3 separate regions of the Sus scrofa genome follow, and all the other regions are linked to region 1. A link is a contact called in public Hi-C data. All regions are on one chromosome and are shown on one strand. The core of a region is the stretch at or near the end of the contact, and the rest is flanking DNA. Distances in the headings are between cores, read along the strand shown.

Region 1 (2,705 bases), core at 65-2,564:
CCTCGCCAGGAAGCCCTACATCAATAAAGTTCTTTCTTGTGTAGATTTCCATGTGTGCGTGTGGGTGGGTGTCAATGCATCTGGGTCACATTAAGCTGTCCCCCATCCCCAGCTTAGAAGCATCCCCAGCAGCCCAAAGGGGGCTTTTACCAACACACACTAGAGCCCAGTGATTTTAGGTCAAAAGTACAGCTTCTCACAAAGGCTCTCAAAAGCAACACAATCTGGCGTCTACAATCCCAGCCACCACCCTGCCCGTCACTCGGGGAGCTCCAGCCCACACTGGCCTCCTGGAAGTTCCTCAGTCTCCCCACCATCTTCCCATCTCTGGGCCTTTGCTAGAACCCTTTCCTCCACCAGGTGTACCCTCCCCTTTCCTCTTCACCTGGTTAGTTCCAACTCACCCTGCAGTCTCAGCACCAATATCGCTTTCTTCGAGAAGCCTCCCCTGACGCCCCCAGCAAGATGGGGGTCCTTCCGACTAGTCCCTGAAGGTATTGCTGAGGTTTGCAGTCCCCCACCCAAGTCGGTTGAGCAAACTTGCCCAGGAGATCCAGGCAGAAACGGACTCCTCCCCAGACGTGGCCACTAGGGGGCGCCATGGTGTGCCAACCTCCAGGCGGGATGCTGTGTGCCGCCGGGATCTCTGTCCTCCGTCCGCAGGGATCCCTGCCAGGGTCAGCTTCTGCCCCCCCCCCCCACCTCCTCGCCGTGTGGCACCGGGAGATGACAACCTCTCGGAACTGCCATTTCCTCAAACGTGAAGAGTCCAGGACACAGCCTACTGGTCTCCCAAAGATCAGGTGGGCCAGCACCTAATGGATCCCATGTGTGCCACGAGGGCCCTCCACAGCTGTTTTACGATAAGAAGATGGTGAGATCCCGGAAGCGGCAGAGCTGGGGGTCATTAATTCCAAATGTGAGCCCCTTGCTCTTGGTACCCTCCACTCCCGCTGCCCTTCCCCGAACAAAAACACACATGGCTCCCCAAGGTCCCTTAGGGAGGAAGGACCTGCCAAAAAGATTCTGGAAGTGGGAGTTTGCGATGCCCAGAGCAGACGCACGTCTGAAGTGGTTTCGAAGAGACCTGAGTAGCCCAGAAGAGCGCAGTCAGTCCTGCAGACCTGCGTGCTGTTTGCTGTACCTGCATCCCGGAGGAGTCTGAGAAGCGGCTTTCTGGGGTCTGGTAGCGGGTGCCATCCATCCTTAATCTCTCTCTTCAGGCTCAGAGCTCCAAACCACCAGCTCCCTCGGCCCCGTCTGGGTTCTCTCCCCGCCCCCGGGCCCAGCTTCCCTCCCCTGTAGCCGCGGGCCCCTCCCGCCAAAGGAAGTAAGAAGGGGGCTGTTGTAAGAGGAACTAGGGCTGGGAGTCCGCTGAAGGAGCAGGAGCAGGGCCATGCCCCAGCCGCCCCCCGGAACTTCCTGAGCCTGCTCCCCGGCCACCACCCATTCAGGCACTCCCCCACAGGGGCCCAGACATCAACCCCCATCATGGTAAGTCCCTCAGGGTGGCCGTGAAGTGCAGGGGTGGGGGACCTCAGCCAGGTGGAGGCACCTAGAGGCCACCATCAGAACGGGGTAATGGAACTGGGCACAGCAGACCCTTTGGGGGCCGACAGTGCAGCTCTGGTGCTCCCAGCATCCCTCACCAGAGACCAAACTCCCACCTGATGGGTGAAGAGGATGCCAGAGTGGGGATGGGCCACCAAGTATAGAGTAGTAGTAGCCGGAGGACAGAAAGTGGTCTTGAGGGATCACAGTGCCTCGGGGACAGGGACAGACCCCTTTCCTGGGGCTCAGGGAGCCCTGTTCCCAGCCCAGTTTGCTGCCTCATCTCCCTGTGGGGCCTTAGGTAAGTCACTTCCCCTCTGTGGGCTTCAGTTCCCATATGTGTCATATTTGGAAATCTGTCAGGATGTGGAAGGGGTTGGGGGGACCTCTCCCCTGGGACATTCATAGGGTCCTGGGTTCAGCCACTCTGAGTCTACAGCTGGGAGGGGAAGCTGGCTCAAATGGACAGTGGTTTGCAGTGATGGTGACAGCACACCCATGGGGGTGACAGGGTGGTCTGGCTGTCGCAATCACAGAAGCAGAAGATGGTGAGACACAGCGCATCCACACAGCCAGGGGTACCCTTCTGTGGCAGGGGGGCAGGGAAGACACTGCAGCCAGAGGTGCTGCCATCTGGTGAGGCTGAGGTCTCATGATGACTGTGGCAACAAGGTTGGGGAGACTGTCATGATCATGGGTCTAGACACAGTGGCATGGTCTCACACACATCAAGAGGGAGCCTGGGCTGGCTGCAAATATGGCGCCCACTGCTCCATGCATCTGCAAGCACTTCAGCTTTCATTTTTTGTCATTCGTCAATGAGGGCCTGTGGCTGGGACAGTCACAGAGCCAGTGGTGACACCTGAAGTGTTCCTGGTGGTTGCAGCAGGTAGCTGACCAAGGTGGAGCGTGGGATTGCATTAGCCTGAGAGATAACGTCTTAGTTCAGAAAGCCAGGAATAAGCTGGGCATTGCTAGCCAAGGACCCTCTGGTTAATTCACAAAAAATATAAAAAATAAAAATAAATAAAAAAGCAGCTAGAGCTGTGCTCTTGGGATGGGGACCCTTCCAAGACAGAGCCAAACCAGGAAGACTCCTTGATCAAAGGAATACAGAAAATGACTTGCTGCTCAAGAGAAAAGCAGCCCCTCCC
Region 2 (2,705 bases), core at 57-2,556, 55 kb before region 1:
GGAGAGAAGGAGCTGATGGACACCAGCCCACACATTACAACCCCACGCTCAGCAAGCAACAGCCCAAGGTCCTCCCCGCTGTCATGCTAGACCTCAGCAACCCTCAAGTCTTTGCAGTAACTGGATCACTATACAGTATCTAGTCAGACCTCACAACATATTGACCCTGAGCAGAAACACCCACCAGTCTACGCAGCACTGGAGCTACTTTACCACCAGATCTCAGAAAACGGTTAGAATCCCAAGGAACAAATTCAACCCACCCCTACAGCCAGACCCCTAGAAAACCACCCAAAAGCAGACCCTCCCTGGTCCCTGAAACAGCATCTTCTGAACCTCAACCCCTCTCCCAGACCCCTCCCTACTCCCACTCTCCCACACATACACATTCATAGGCTGCAGTCTCCCATAAGGACCCACACTATTGGGTCCCTTCCAGAGGTGCATGGAGCCTGTGCTGTTTCATCCCACTAGTGCTGACCAGGTGACAGTGAGCTGGGCCACAGCCATCAGCAGCTGCGCCATGTGGGGGATGGGGCGGATGTGCGGGCAACACCCACAGAAGAAGCAGAGACACCCCACAGGAGGTCGGAAGCCCGGTGATGGGAGAAAGGGCAAGAAGTGAGGAGAAAGGTGGGTTTCAGGGAGAAGGCGCTGCAGGAGGGCCCCCAAAATGAATGTCAGCATCAGGGTCTGAAATCTGATGCTCCATGGGACCTGGTCCAGGATGCCACCTCTGCCAGGCCCTCCCTGCCTTCCCCAAGGCAAGCCCCCCTCAGGGCAACATGGTCAGAAGCTGCTGAAAAGAAGGGTGAGGATGGGGCCCGCAGAGGGAGAGAAGCCTGTGGTCCCCTAACCGTACTGGCCAGAGAGTTGGGGATTGAATGGAACAACAGAGATGGTGGCAGTCAGAGAGACACGCAGTTCGGGGAGACACACAGTTCGGGGTCACACAGAGAAACCCAAAGAGACACAGACCCTCAGAGCCAGAGACCCAGAGAGAGAGAAATACAGAAAGAGCAGGGTGCGAAAGCTGAAAACGGGGTGGGGGGGTGTCTACAGGGACAAAGGGGCTGAGACAATGAGGCAGGGGGCAGTGGTCTGAGTGCGGGGTTCCCGAGGCCCCCCGCCCCCTAGATGATGACCAGCCTTCAAGCCTCACCTCCTGGTCTCTGTGTCCCCAGTGAGTCCTGTGTGAGCCACATCAGCCGCGTGGGGCCTCAGACTCCTCTGCGGTAGAGTCACCAGCGCTTCCGTAGAGGTGACACCCCGGCCCCCGCCTGTAGTTTGTGGCTTTCCCCGCAGGGCTGCACCCACACACACACACACCTGGCGTCTGCCCAGGGAGCAGGTGCTGTAGGCTGATTCAGGCTCAGGAGGGGTCACCTGGGAGCAAAGGGGCCCCACTAGGAGGGCACACAGGGAGGGGGACCCGCTGGTCTAGCCACTGGTGACTCAGAGAGGGAGTGGTCTGGGCTGGCCAAAGCTATAGCCTCTCACTTGAGCCCCATAAGACCCTTCTACTTAGAGCAAGAGGCAAAAGGAAGAGAGCCCTTTCTCTCCTTACATGTGAGGACACTCTCCTGCTCAAACATCTTCTGTGGCTCCCCAGTGCCTTACAGACCTTTTCTTTTTTTTTTTTTTTTTTTTTTTTGGCTATGCCTACGATATGTGGAAGTTCCCCAGGCCAGGGATGGAACCCAAGCAAAAGCAGCGACCCAAGCAGCTGCAGTGATGATGCTGGAGTGACAATCCTTAACCCACAGTGCCACAGGAAAACTCCAGCAGGTCTTCTGATTCCTTTCTCTAGACATACCCTCCCTATCCAGCTTTCCCATCAGAGGAAACTGAGGCACAGGACGCTGAAGCAACGTGTCCGCAGGAGAAAGTGGGTCTAAATCTTTAGCAACAGTATGAGTTTTCTGAGTGGACACCAGTAAACAGGGATTGTGGGCATTTCAGGAGAAGGAACAGCACTTGCAAAGGCTCAGAGGTGAAGTCAGCATGTACCCTTTTGGGGGGAACCCTGGAAGGAAGAGGGACGTGGGTAGAGCTGCTTGTAGGAAAGATCCCACACATGGCCCCAGAGTTGGGGTGGTGAGTGGATTGGGGGGTGAGTGGATAAACACGCTGCAGGGGCAGGATGTGGATCTGTAGGTGGGGAAGAGCCTGAGGCATGCTCCGCATCCTGTGATGGAGACCAAAACCTGGCCGGATTTGAGGAAGAATCGCCCTGCGCCCGGCGGTGGGACTAAGCGGGCCTTGATTTGGGAACAGCGGCGCCTAGAGGGCGCGGTGTGGAACTGCGCCCTCCTTCATGGATTCCTTCAACAGACATTTGATGCAAGCTTAGTGGCCTTCTCCATACATTAATACTTTTAAATTCCTCCTCCCTATAAAATAAATTCACTTTAAGCAATAATCATAAAATGAACGAAGTAATAAAAGAAATATAGACGGTGAAATTTGGATTACTCTTTTACATTAGTAACTGACCCATAACTGTACGAAATTTAATAAAGCTGAAAAATCTGCAGAGTACAATTTGGGAAGCCACGAAGTCATACCACTAATGCACTTAATTTTCTGATTCATTCTTTAGTGTTAGAACAAGAGTCAATATAAAAAGGTTTCATACTCTAAATCTTACAATTTTGTCAATGATACTAAAACCAAGCAGAGCCCTGCGGGGCTCCTGGGCGCAC
Region 3 (2,705 bases), core at 153-2,652, 34 kb before region 1:
CACAGTGTCTTTGAGGATGAGGGCTCGATCCCCGGCCTCATTCAGTGGGTTAAGGGTTCAGCGTTGCCTCGAGCTGGCATTACTGTGGCTGTGGTGTAGGCCAGCAGCTGCAGCTCCAATTCAACCCCTAGCCTGGGATCTTCCATATGCCACAGATTCAGTCATAAGAAAGTAAATAATTTAAAAATTTTTTTAATTTAAAAAAGAATATATATAACATTCAATTTGCTGTACAGTAGAAACTAACACATTGTAAATCAACTATACTTCAATAAAATAAATTTTAAAATGGTTAAAATGGTAAATTTTGTTATTAATTTTACCACAATTTTTTTGGTCTCACCCATGGCATGCAAAGGTTCCCAGGGCCAGGGATGGACCCACAGCACAGCAGTGGCAACAGCAGATCCTTAACTTGCTGAGCCACCAGGGAACTCCTACCACAATTTTTTTTTTTTTTTTTGCTTTTTAGGGCCTCACCTGTGGTGTATGGAAGTTCCCAGGATAGGGGTCCAATTGGAGCTGCAGCTGTGGGCCTACACTACAGACACAGCAACACTGCATCTGAGCCACATGTGCAACCTACACCACAGCTCCCGGCAACACCAGATCCTTAACCCACTGAGCCAGGCCAGGGATCAAACCTACGTCCTCATGGATAGTAGTCAGGTTCATAACCTACTGAGCCACAGTGGGAACTCCTTTTTTTTTTTTTTTAATTTTAAGAGTCTGCCCCCACCCCCTCCTGCTACTTCATTGCATCTAAACACCTCAGACCCCTGCTCCAGCCCAGCCTGGTCTCTTTGCCTTCCCTCTAAGGCACCCCACACTCCAGCCTGTCTTTCCAAATCTGCCAACCTTGCCCTGCAGACTCATGGACCTGCTCCCCTGTAAAGAATCAGGGCAGTGAGGTGGGAGCTTGTCCTGGGACCTGAGTTGAGGTGGGGGATGGAACCTGAGGCAAAAAACTACCCTTTTTGTAGATGGAGAAGTTCTGCCCCATGGCAGAGGCAGATGCAGCTTGAAAAGTCAGAGGTGGGGGAGGCAAAGACAGGGGTGGAGGCTCCCAAAGTCAGGGTGTCCCAGACACAATGCGTTCTCCACTCTATCCCAGCTTCCCTGTCTCACTGGCAATAGCAATGAAAACAGTAATAATAACAATGAGAGCCCAGGGGCAGCCAGCCCTCCATCTCCTTCCACTTCCCTGTGCCTGTCTAGGCTGTGCCCACCAGGCCCTGGAGTGACTGAGTTCCGTGGGGTCCCCCAGTCCCGGGGGTCTCCCAGTCACAGATACTGGGAGAGGCCAGAGCGGGCAGGCAGAAGGAGGTAGAAGATGAAAGGCCAAAGGGACAGACACGCTGGAGCGGCTGCAGAAAGGGGCTGGGCAGAGCCCTGGCAGCTGGACAGCAGGGCTGGGCCAGCAGTGTGTGTTTACTTTCGGAAGAGCAGGGCCAATCTGCAGCCTCCCACTGTGACCCTGGACTGGTGGGGGGGTTGTGTGGGGGATCAGATGTTTCTCTCCTGAGCTAATCTCTGGGCTTCTTCCCAGGGGACTCCGCAGGATTCCCAGAAGACACGCCTTCCCAAGAACCCTCAGGCATCAGGAGCCATAACCCAGCGCAGGAATCCTGCCTCTCCGCCCTCCCTGAGCCTGGTTCACCCCCATGACCCCAGCCTCCAGTACTGCCTGGGCTGACCCCATCCAGCCCGGTCCTGAGCTCCTAATTTGGCTGCCCAGAGTTTGCAACCCCACTGGGCCACCCCAGAGAAAGCCATGGGACGCCAGCCTTGTTCTCAGTGCCCAGGTCCTGGGAAGAGGAGGAGGAGGAGGAAAGCTTTGATGCTTGGCCAGGCGTCTCTGTCTGAAATTTCACCATTCGAGTTTCCCCTTTGGGTTAAGGCAGTGTTTCCTTTATCTGTTCCAGAACCACCCCCAGCCCCCCAAAATACTTTAAGGGGGAAAAAATGCCAAAGGGGCACATAAGTCCTGGAAATCTATGCGGAACACATGAGCATATAAAAGGTTCCAAGAAGACCTGCATGGAATGGCCCCATGTAGCTCAGCTTAATCCCCACACTTGGCCCCAGTTCCATGGAACACACACTGGGCATCCAGGGTCCCAATTAGATGCCCGTTGTAAAAGCCCAGGGGGGCCGTCAAGCTGCAGAGGGGATAAATCAATTCGACTGGCCCTGGAGGGAGGGGATGTGGGGGACAAAAGCCCTGCATGGCACCCTCAGAGACCAGAAGTGTCCCTAATGCATGGGAAAGGGGTTCAGCCCTCCCTACCACCACCTTGCTCCTCACTCCAGCTCCTGGCTCTCTGATCAAACCCCGTCCTGCTGAGTTCCCACTGTGGCTCAGTGGGTTAAGAACCTGATGTTGTCTCTATGAGGATGCAGGTTCGAACCCTGGCCCCACTCAGTGGGTTAAGGATCTTGCATTGCCATGAGCTGCAGTGTAGGTCACAGACGCAGCTCAGATCTAGTTTTGCTGTGGCTGTAATGTAGGCCAGCAGCTGCAGCTCCAATTCCACCCCTGGCCCAGGAACTTTCATAAAAAAGAAAAACAAAACAACGACAACCCAAAAAACCCCAGTCCTCCACCCAAGACCTCAGATTCTCCCCAGAGTTTTGTTTCCTCCTGCTCCCGACCCCCAAGTGGCCATGGCAGGGGCCCCCCGTGCCCATCAACAGGGCTATAA

What was found. A called contact is a pair of places that touch in the nucleus more often than the background predicts.
Region 2: a Hi-C map of subcutaneous adipose tissue shows a contact between it and region 1, with 3 times the contacts expected there. The contact joins the promoter of LOC102167936 here to the promoter of MYO1F in region 1. A contact is called at or near these places in 2 of 5 promoter capture datasets (fetal skeletal muscle and liver), 15 of 47 Hi-C or Micro-C datasets (embryonic fibroblasts, fetal heart ventricle, heart right ventricle and 9 more) and 2 of 2 datasets of contacts at active chromatin or transcription factors (alveolar macrophages and skeletal muscle).
Region 3: a contact with region 1 is called in a Hi-C map of subcutaneous adipose tissue, with 1.8 times the contacts expected there. The contact joins the enhancer-like site here to the promoter of MYO1F in region 1. A contact is called at or near these places in 16 of 47 Hi-C or Micro-C datasets (embryonic fibroblasts, fetal heart ventricle, heart right ventricle and 9 more) and 2 of 2 datasets of contacts at active chromatin or transcription factors (alveolar macrophages and skeletal muscle).

What each region holds. Positions count from the first base shown.
Region 1 is chr2:70,751,829-70,754,533 of Sscrofa11.1, forward strand. It overlaps MYO1F (unconventional myosin-If), which reads left to right and starts at 1,315. Exons shown (of 27, transcript XR_002341669.1): 1 at 1,315-1,494. LOC106507295 (a long non-coding RNA gene) reads right to left here and starts at 1,227. Exons shown (of 3, transcript XR_001303179.2): 1 at 405-1,227.
Region 2 is chr2:70,696,635-70,699,339 of Sscrofa11.1, forward strand. LOC102167936 reads right to left here and starts at 1,307. Exons shown (of 4, transcript XM_013987390.2): 1 at 1,163-1,307.
Region 3 is chr2:70,717,554-70,720,258 of Sscrofa11.1, forward strand. No RefSeq gene overlaps it. Among named protein-coding and RNA genes, the nearest start is that of ADAMTS10, 15 kb to the right of the region's middle. Within about 2 kb of position 1,403, at least 30 of the 83 cell types and tissues checked have an H3K27ac peak or open chromatin away from gene starts, as enhancers often do. A contact at or near this core is called in embryonic fibroblasts, liver, mesenteric adipose tissue and 3 more, where this site is marked.